2 separate regions of the Mus musculus genome follow, and region 1 is linked to region 2. The links are chromatin contacts, called in public Hi-C maps. All regions are on one chromosome and are shown on one strand. Each heading gives the region's core, a stretch centred on a gene start, on an enhancer-like site or on the middle of the called end of the contact. The rest is flanking DNA. Distances are from core to core; before and after follow the strand shown. Region 1 has its middle 8.0 kb from the start of Gm34964. Region 2 overlaps Ano1 (anoctamin 1, calcium activated chloride channel).

The links. A called contact is a pair of places that touch in the nucleus more often than the background predicts.
Region 1: a Hi-C map of colorectal tumor organoids shows a contact between it and region 2, with 3 times the contacts expected there. The contact joins two enhancer-like sites. A contact is called at or near these places in 2 of 15 datasets of contacts at CTCF or cohesin (the G1E-ER4 cell line and embryonic stem cells), 56 of 484 Hi-C or Micro-C datasets (the 63-12 cell line, the AML12 cell line, B cells and 42 more), 17 of 115 datasets of contacts at active chromatin or transcription factors (T-cell acute lymphoblastic leukemia, craniofacial prominence, embryonic basal ganglia and 12 more) and 1 of 9 other capture datasets (pancreatic islet).

What each region holds. Positions count from the first base shown.
Region 1 is chr7:144,778,641-144,782,888 of GRCm38.p6, reverse strand. No RefSeq gene overlaps it. Among named protein-coding and RNA genes, the nearest start is that of Gm34964, 8.0 kb to the left of the region's middle. Within about 2 kb of position 1,403, at least 24 of the 459 cell types and tissues checked have an H3K27ac peak or open chromatin away from gene starts, as enhancers often do.
Region 2 is chr7:144,597,447-144,601,827 of GRCm38.p6, reverse strand. The region is part of intron 22 of Ano1 (anoctamin 1, calcium activated chloride channel); the gene reads left to right. Among named protein-coding and RNA genes, the nearest start is that of Fadd, 17 kb to the right of the region's middle. Within about 2 kb of position 1,262, at least 7 of the 459 cell types and tissues checked have an H3K27ac peak or open chromatin away from gene starts, as enhancers often do.

The DNA.
Region 1 (4,248 bases), core at 154-2,653, 180 kb before region 2:
CCTGTGGTGATTGGATGGTGGGCCCTGATACCTTCTAGAGATACTGTCACCACTTGGACTTTTTACTGCTATTTTGAGTCATATCTCCCACTGGGAGCATAGCAGAGTGGCCCTATGGACTGGGCTAGGACCCTGTGTGAGTGCTAAGCCTGGGTCTTAATCATCCTCAATGATACCTGGCACACAGTCGGTGCTCAATAGGTAACAGAGGAAGAGATAGTCCTCCTCAGAATGTGTAGGCACAGCACACACCCAGGCAAGCTTCCAGCTGCATTGTGCTGGCTTAGCTCTGGGGTGTGGCTAGCACCTTCCTCCTCAGCCCTTAGCCTGGATCAGAGTCCAAACAGCTGGCATCCCAGCTCCATGTCCTCCTAGAACCCTAGCTATTTTCACTGAGCATGCTCTGTGTGTTCATGAAGGACAAGGGGGTTTTATGAAGCCCCAGGCCCAGCTCACTCACCATGGGGCACTGGGGAGTCCTTGCAAACTCTAGAGTAGAACAGGACCTTGCTGAAGAGAGAGTCTGGCTGACACCAGTTCATACTTCCCAGATAGGAAACTGAGGCCAGGCCAGTCCTGGGGTGGGCATCACAGCTGTGTCTCTTGCCAGTAGTAGCTAACACCTGATGGAGCTCACACTGGTAGGGAGCTCACACCACGTATATCATGAAGCAGGCCTGGCTTGCATTGCAATCCACAGCCCCATGAGCTGTGGGGACAGCGGGGAGATGGCTGTGTCTCCATCAGTGACCATGGTCACTGCAACACCCCTGTCTGGCCCTTCCTGCTATGGGCCTGTATAGTAACAGAAACGACTGGGCTACAGTGGACTGAGCCATTGTGTGGTTGCTGGCTGAGTCCTGTACCACATCTCCAGATGAGCCTCCTGGGTAGATCCCAGCATCTCAAGGCCAGCAGCAGATGCCCTAATCAGCTGGGGGTACCTAGAGCCTCTGGACTCTCCCCAAGTCCCGTACAGAAGGGGAAGCTCATGCTCAAACAGGCTCCAAGCTTTAGTGAGAGCACAGCAGATATCTTGGCCTCCTTTCAAGGCCACCCCACCCCCTTTCTAGTGCCTCCATGGTGCCACACATCTGCTCTAGGCAGGACTGAATAGGAAAGGCTCCCTGTTTCCCTCCCTTGACCACTTGTTAGGCCCTCTGTGCTCCAGGCTCCACCCAGCCTGGTTCCTCATCACCTCGCCGGTGTCCGCCGGTGTCCCACCAGTGAGGCAACCTCAGCAGTGGACGGCAGCTGGGAGGTCCAACTGGAAGGAAATCCCAGTCTGTGGGTGGCCTTCCCTGGGGTATCCTCCAGTTCCAGGTTGGGGCAGGGAAGGAGCCCTGTATGGGAGAAAGGGAGTCTGTACTGCCCACTGGAGGTCATCCTTGGAAACTGCAAGTGCACAGCTCTCTTGGCTCAGGCCTGGATCCACACACAGGGACAGAGTGGAGGCCTGGAGGCCTGGGGCCACACCAGGGCTTCCATGATCTGTTCCCTGCATGTAGAGGATGGTTACTGTGACCATTCCTATGGTCCACAAGACATGGGTAGCATTATTCATGGGCAGGGAAAACCATAGGGTTAGCTGCTGGGTGGCAGGATCTGAACTGTACCCCTCTCTGCATCGGAGCCTGGACCACCACACCTGTAGAGGGCATTGCTGGGGGACAGTGCAGCTGGGCTCCCGTATGAGTGGGAATATTGGCTCGTGCGACAGGTGCAGGAGGGAGCCCACTCAGGCTTGGGCTTTCCTCCTCCTGTTAAGACCTGAGGGCAGAAGGCAGAAAACAGAACTGAGGAGAAATAAGCCCTTCAAAGCCTCAGGGGTTATGTGGGGACAGAGGAGGTAAGAAGTCACTGCCCTCCAGCAAAGGGCTCCCTGGCAGAAAAGCCGCCTCACTGTCACCATCAGCTTGGCATGGTCTCTTCTAGAAGCTGGATAGCCTGGACCCAGAAGTCCCCCACTAGGGACTGAGTGTCACCAGTTGAGAAAGGCACAGTGTGAACAGTGTTCAGGGTTGTTTGGGGGGAGCGAGAGAGTGAGAGAGAGAAAGAGACACCACATCATTCACAGCACCTCCTGTGGGCTCTCAAGGAGCCTGGGCTGCAGGGCATATGGTCATCCCACTTTACAGACAGAAAAAGTGAGGCTTGGCAGATGTTGAAAAAGAAGGGCAGATAGATGGACCCAGCGTGCTTGGGCTTCCAAGGCCACCTCTCCCACTGGGTGGGGACTGGCTGGAATTTCCTGTCACTCCTTAACTCTGAGAGGTGTCCTGGCCAGGTGGTGCCAGGCTGGGAAGTCTCTCCAGAGTTTCACACCCACCCACACCTGGTATTTTTATTCCCAAGCAAGCCCGGTGCCAGGAGAGTGCGGGGAAAGCCCGAGGCCCTGTTGCCTTCTCTGGGGTCAATGGGGCCCTTATCTGTTCTGATCTTATCTGCGTGGCCTTGACAGAGGCTGGAGCTGGCTCCTGGAGGTACGGGGAGGCCCAGGTGGGCAATCACGAGAGGGGGTGTGGCTTCCCTTCCCCTCCCTTCCCGTGGAGTTGCCCCAGAGGTGGCAGAGCCAAAGCAGGTAAGGAAGTCAGGAAGGAGAGCAGAGCCACCTGGGAGGAGCGATAGCTCCTCTGCCAGGGGTGATAACTCAGCCCTTGGTTATACACAGGATGGGAGCTTCCTGGTAGCCAAGGCAAAAGGGAAAGAAGATGGGAGAGCTGGTGGTAGAGTAAAAAGGTGGTTGGTAGCCATAACTAAGACATTGTTTGCTGTCGTAAAAGCCTTCTTCTTCAGAAATGCTGAGAGGTCCTATCACACAGCAGGGTGTGAGTGTCCCCTGTATGTCCCTTCATTTGCCTCAGCATGGGAAAACCAGCTGAGCAGAGGACACAGGCCAGGTTTGTGTTGGGTGCTGGGGACAGAGAAATCAGAGGTAACATAGTTCCCATTCCCTCAAATGAGGAAGAATTACCTGTCAATCAAACACAGGAAGTCACTGCACCCAGACTGTGGGGATTGCAGAACAGTGTGGAATTAGAGGCAGCTCGCTCCTGATACGGGGAAGCTCAGGCAGGAGGACTGCCACCAGTTTAGGGTAGCTTGGGCTTTCATAGTGAGTTCTAGCTCACAGAGGTATAGAGTCAGGCATGTCTCAAAACAACTAACAACTGAGACAAATTAAAAGAAAGGACATAGCGGGCGGTGGTAGCACACGCCTTTAATCCCAGCACTTGGGAGGCAGAGGCAGGTAGATTTCTGAGTTCGAGGCCAGCCTGGTCTACAAAGTGAGTTCCAGGACAGCCAGGGCTACACAGAGAAACCCTGTCTTGAAAAACAAAAACAAACAAGCAAACAAACAAAAAAAAGAAAAGAAAAGAAAGAAAGGACAGCTGAAAGACAGAGAGAGACAGAGGTGCTGGAGACGTGGCTAAGGGAACAACGCACTTGCTGTGTGAGTGTGAGGACCAGGGCAGTGTCCTTTGTATTCTCATGAAAAGCCAAGCACACTTGATGGTCTATCTGTATCCCAGTAGCTGGGAGGCTGAAGCAGGGCATCCTGGAGCAAGCTGGCCAGCTAGAGTAGGCAAATTTTTGAGCTCCAGGCTCACAGAGAGATACCTTGCCTTGGTAACAAGGTAGTTGTTGAAGGAGAAGCCCGTATCAACCTCTGGTCTTCACGTACATGAGCACACACATGTATGTGCATATACACACAAGAACACTCATGTACACAACAAACACATACACATGAGCAAAAAGAGAGTAAGAAAGATCAGGGGTAGATAATGCCTGTGTGTGACCCGAGGTGCCTTGCCCCTCGAGGAAAGGGCTGTGGGTCACGATCCTCCTCAGGTTGGAGGGTACCACCCAGGGGTAGGGCTGCACTGATTCATCTTTCTGTGCGTCAGTTTCCTCATCTATAAGAAGCCACATCCCTGTAAGGGTAGTCATGAGAACTTCCCAATGTCATTCCTGGCCCGGGGAAGCTGGCTTTTTCCTGGGGACATTGATGTGGCCTCAGTTCTCAAGTCTTCCACAACCTGAGCTCAGCCCATGGTGCCTCCCCAAACCTGGCCTAGCCCTGACAGAAGGTTTAGTGGTGTGAAGAGAGGGAAGGAGCCATCGAGACGCCAGGGCCAGTGCAGGGCAGGAACAGCCAGGGTGTGTGAAGCAGTTAGCCCCATCTCTGCTATACTAGGGAGCATGGCTGGCTGGGGATGGGCAGAGACGTGAGGGCTGAGCTCA
Region 2 (4,381 bases), core at 13-2,512:
TGGGCCTCTCTGTCACCCTGTGATCTTTTACAGTGAGCTGGATGGAATTGCCATGGTCACAGTCAAGCACATCAACTATGGTGACTTCATCTGTTTGGTTCTATAGCCTTACTCACATCTTTGCTATAAGCCTGTAGAAACATACACCCTGCCCCTGCCTGCCCCCACCCCTGCCCCCAGCCTGAAGAGAGTGGCCTAGAAACATGGTGCTGGATGAGGAGGTCAGAGCCAGGGTTCATGTGCAAGGTTCTCATCCTATGCCCAGACACTATGGCTTCCTGATGCCACCTCCTACCCAGGCAACTCAGACAATGGAAACAGACACCCAAGTGGGCCTGGATTATGCCCACAGACTTTAAAACCACTGAAATTCTCTAGACAAACTGACCCTCTCAGCCCCCAGAGTCCCATACTCTGCCCCATTGTGGTCATAGCATAAGCCACACTCAGGCATGGCTAGATTGGTAACTCAGAGCTACAAGAGCCCTTCAGGAGCTCTTGGCTTACCTCAGCTTTGGGGCACAACTGTTCTCAGTGGAAGGCCAAATCCCTTCTATTCTTAACATTTAAAAGCCATCCTCCAGATATAGAAGCAGCCCTGGGCCACATCTGAGCAGCAGGATGGGTGCCCCAAACCCTGCTCTCAGACAAGCCCAGAGATGTGTCTATTGCAAAATCCTCCAGGAACTTTCCACCTGTTGGGCCCTTGGAGAAACCTTGGAAGAATAGAAGCCTGGACAGAGTCTAAGTCCCACTGCCCAGAAAACCAGAGCCCCTTGGCTCATAAATGAATAGAGGGTCAACTTTGCAAACCCTGTACTGAATGCTGGAGGCCCAAAGGGAACTTGGGCTCTCCTAGGTAATTTTTAGAAACTCTTCAGTTTACTGTCCCATAGCTGGAAAGGAAGAAAAGCATATGGCCACACACTGTGCCCTGTTGAGTTCGCAAAATGCCCCTGGTAGAGTTCCCAGTGTATGTGCCACTATTTGGTGAAGTCTGCTTCAGGACAGAGGCAGGCTATCCCTAAAAACCTAGAAACCCACCAAGCTGAACAGGGTATGTGGGTGGCCTCCTGGCTTCCCTGTCCTCCCCACCCCATGGGGTTCCTGGTGTGCCCTCAGAATTTCTGCCTCCAGGCTCCTTGCTTTTTCCCAGGCCTCACGGATCAGCGGCTGCTTCCTGGTTCCTGCCCAGTTGGTTAGAGGCATGATCTGCCTTTCACATGGTTGTTTGTGGCCTCCTGTGCAGTAACCTTTTGCTCAAAGGGGCTTTTGTCTTCCTCCTTTGATCCGTGCAGAGTCTTTGGGACAGTGTTCCCAGGGGACAGGAGACCCAGTGGCGCCGGTGGCCTGCACCCCCACAGACCCTGGCTAGTAGCAACTGTGCTCCTGACTACAGAAGCCTTTATCACATGGCCTCTTGGGAGGAATTCTCTGTTGGGGGCCAACACAGTAAGTGTAGGGGACACCAGAATGCAGGTTTTTAGGCAGTAATGACTCCCTACACTATACTGCATGTAGAAGCCCTAGCCGCTGGTCCCAGCACTGAGGTGGGTGGGTGCCATACTCTTCATGGAGAACCTGGCCTGCCCAGCATGCTTCTTTGTCAAGCGATTGGAAATGGGGTTTAGAGTCCTCTGGAGTGATAGAGGAGGAGGAGAGGAAGAAGGAGAAAAGGAGGCACATGTAATGGCACACACTCCTAATCCCATCACTCCAGAGATAGAAGCAAGAGGGCCAGACATTCAAGGTCATTCTGGGCTCCCCACCTCAAGTTCAAGGTAGCCTGAGCTATGTAAGAGCCTGTCTCCAAAAATAATAAATAAAGTACAAGTAGACTTTAGCCAGCTGTTCTGGCACATGCTTTTGATTCCAACAGGAAACAGAGGCAGGTGGATTTCTGAGTTCCAGGTCAGCTAAAGCTAACACTGTGGGACCCTGTCTAAAACAATCAAATAAGAAGAAGGGGAAGGAGGAACTCTCTCCTCCCATTCTGACTGGAGTTCTGAGATTAAAGTTCATTGCGGAATTATCAGTCACCTGGCAAGTCTATTCCTGGTTTTTGCCCTGGAAAATTTAAAACAAATGTTCAAATAAAAGCATATCTAAAGCCGGGCGGTGGTGGTGCACGCCTTTAATCCCAGCACTTGAGAGGCAGAGGCAGGCGGATTTCTGAGTTCGAGGCCAGCCTGGTCTACAAAGTGAGTTCCAAGACAGCAAGGGCTACACAGAGAAACCCTGTCTCAACAAACAAAACAAAACAAAACAAGCATATCTATAGATGGAGCATAGCCATACTTGTAAATCCAAGCTCACTCAGGAGGATGAGGCAGGAGGATTGCTGCATATTCGAGGTCAGCCCAAGCTACACAATGAGTTCCAGGCCAGAACCTGGGCTAATAAAGTAAGATCCTGTCTCGAAAATAGATTTATGTTTTAAGTTAATAAAATAAGCTTCAATGTGAGTTTTGCCAGTTGTGAAACACAGCAGTGGCAGACTTTGAGTCACATGAAGTAAGATGGAGGCCATCCGGAACTACACCTTGGCTTGGCTAAGGCTTTGGCCTAGGTAGAGTGCTTTGTCTACCATGTACATCTGCCTGGGTTTGACAACACACACACATACACACAGCACCATATAATTCAGATGTGATGGCACATACCTGTAATCCTAACACTTGGGAAGTAGAGGCATGAAGATCAAAAGTTCAAAACCATCCTTGGCCCACAGGATCATGGTGAAGTTAGTCTGGATCACATGAGACCAAGAGAGAAGGGGTGTGCAGAAAAAGGGAGAAAGGAAGAGAGGAAAGGAGGGAGGGAGGGAGGGAGGGAGGGAGGGAGAAAGGAAAGAAGGAAGGAAGGAAGGAAGGAAGCAAGCAAGCAAGCAAAGAGCTAAAGCAGCAAGAAGTGAAGAAGTGTCTGGTGGCTCCAAGAGGTGGCATCAGGGACTCCCTGTATGTAGGGAAGAGATGTGGTCAGATGACCTGCAGGAGCCACCACTGTCAGCCACAGGATCTCTACAGGAAGTATTTCTTACATATTTCCCCACTGTCTCCCATTGTGTTTCAGGAGGTAGAACTCTGGTCATCAAGCCTAGGCAAAAAGAGTGCTTATCTGCTGGGCCATCTCACCAGCCCACCAGTTTTTTAGGAGTGTGCAGCCAACAGGCCTGCCTCTTTGTGTCCTCTCCTCTGGTTTTGGTTTTTGCTTGGGGGGAGGGGGGGGTTGGTTGGTTTTCTGAAAAGGCTTTGCACACTCCTGCAGCCTGTCAACAAACACTTAATGGGTAAATGCTATGTAAGGGTTCAGGAAACACAAGAGTGCATAGGCCACAGCCTGCTCTGAGTCTACAGAACAGCACTCAGCTCCTGAAGTGTAAGAGACCAGGCACGAAGCGTTCCCACGGTTACTGAAATATATTTGCAATGGCCCAACAGGGATACCCTCTCCTCCTAGTGTTGGCTCCCTCATGCCTATGGGATTTTCAGCTTTCAGCATCTGTCTGCCTAACACTTCTGCTAGCAAGAAGCTAGACAGAGCCACCATCATCACAGGAGTCTCATCGCTGTGAGGGAGACTGTTTTAAGCTGGGATCATCTCTGACTGGAGCAGGAGTATGTACCTAACACATGTACATTGCTGTGACCTTAGCTGCTGGGATGCCCAGGGCTGAATGCCTGCTAGCCTCATGGGCTACAAGTGTGAAACTCAAAACTGAGGGTTTGAATGCTGCCTCACTGCTCCTAGATAGGGAGGTCACCATGTAGCACTGGGCCATACACCACACCTAGAACAAAACACCTGCCATAATTTCCCCAAGGGTAGAGATGTCAGGGCTGTCAGACCTGGGATCCAGTACTGGGAGTGACATATAGACAGGACATTCTCTTGGTCTAATGGGGTACACTTCAGGATAGAGCCCCTGGGTACACACCCAACTTCATGGGTAAAGTTGGAGCTGGGTCATGCAGGACCTGGGACTCCCTGTAGGAATCTCAGCCTTATGGCCCCAACCAGTCCCTCTCCTCTTTCCTGGGCCTTGAACCTTCTCTTTTCCTGTGGAAGAGCTGAGGAGCAAGGTTCCACCACACTAGGTGTAGACCTTCTGCCCATCTCGGATCATAGGAGTGGAAGCCAGGCCATATCCAAGCACAGTGATTGGCAGAATACTGATGCCCATCAACCCTGAGGCTAGATCCCAGCCTCACCAGTCAGGATGCCCTAGCCACAGCTGCTCAAGCACTGGCACTGGAGCCAAATCACTGGCCGTCGGAAAGGGATCTTCCTGTACTGAGCACCTAAAGACGGGTTCACAGGGAAGGGCCAGGGTCAGTAGGGACCAGGTTGTCTAACAGATACCCTGTGAGGCATTTACCCA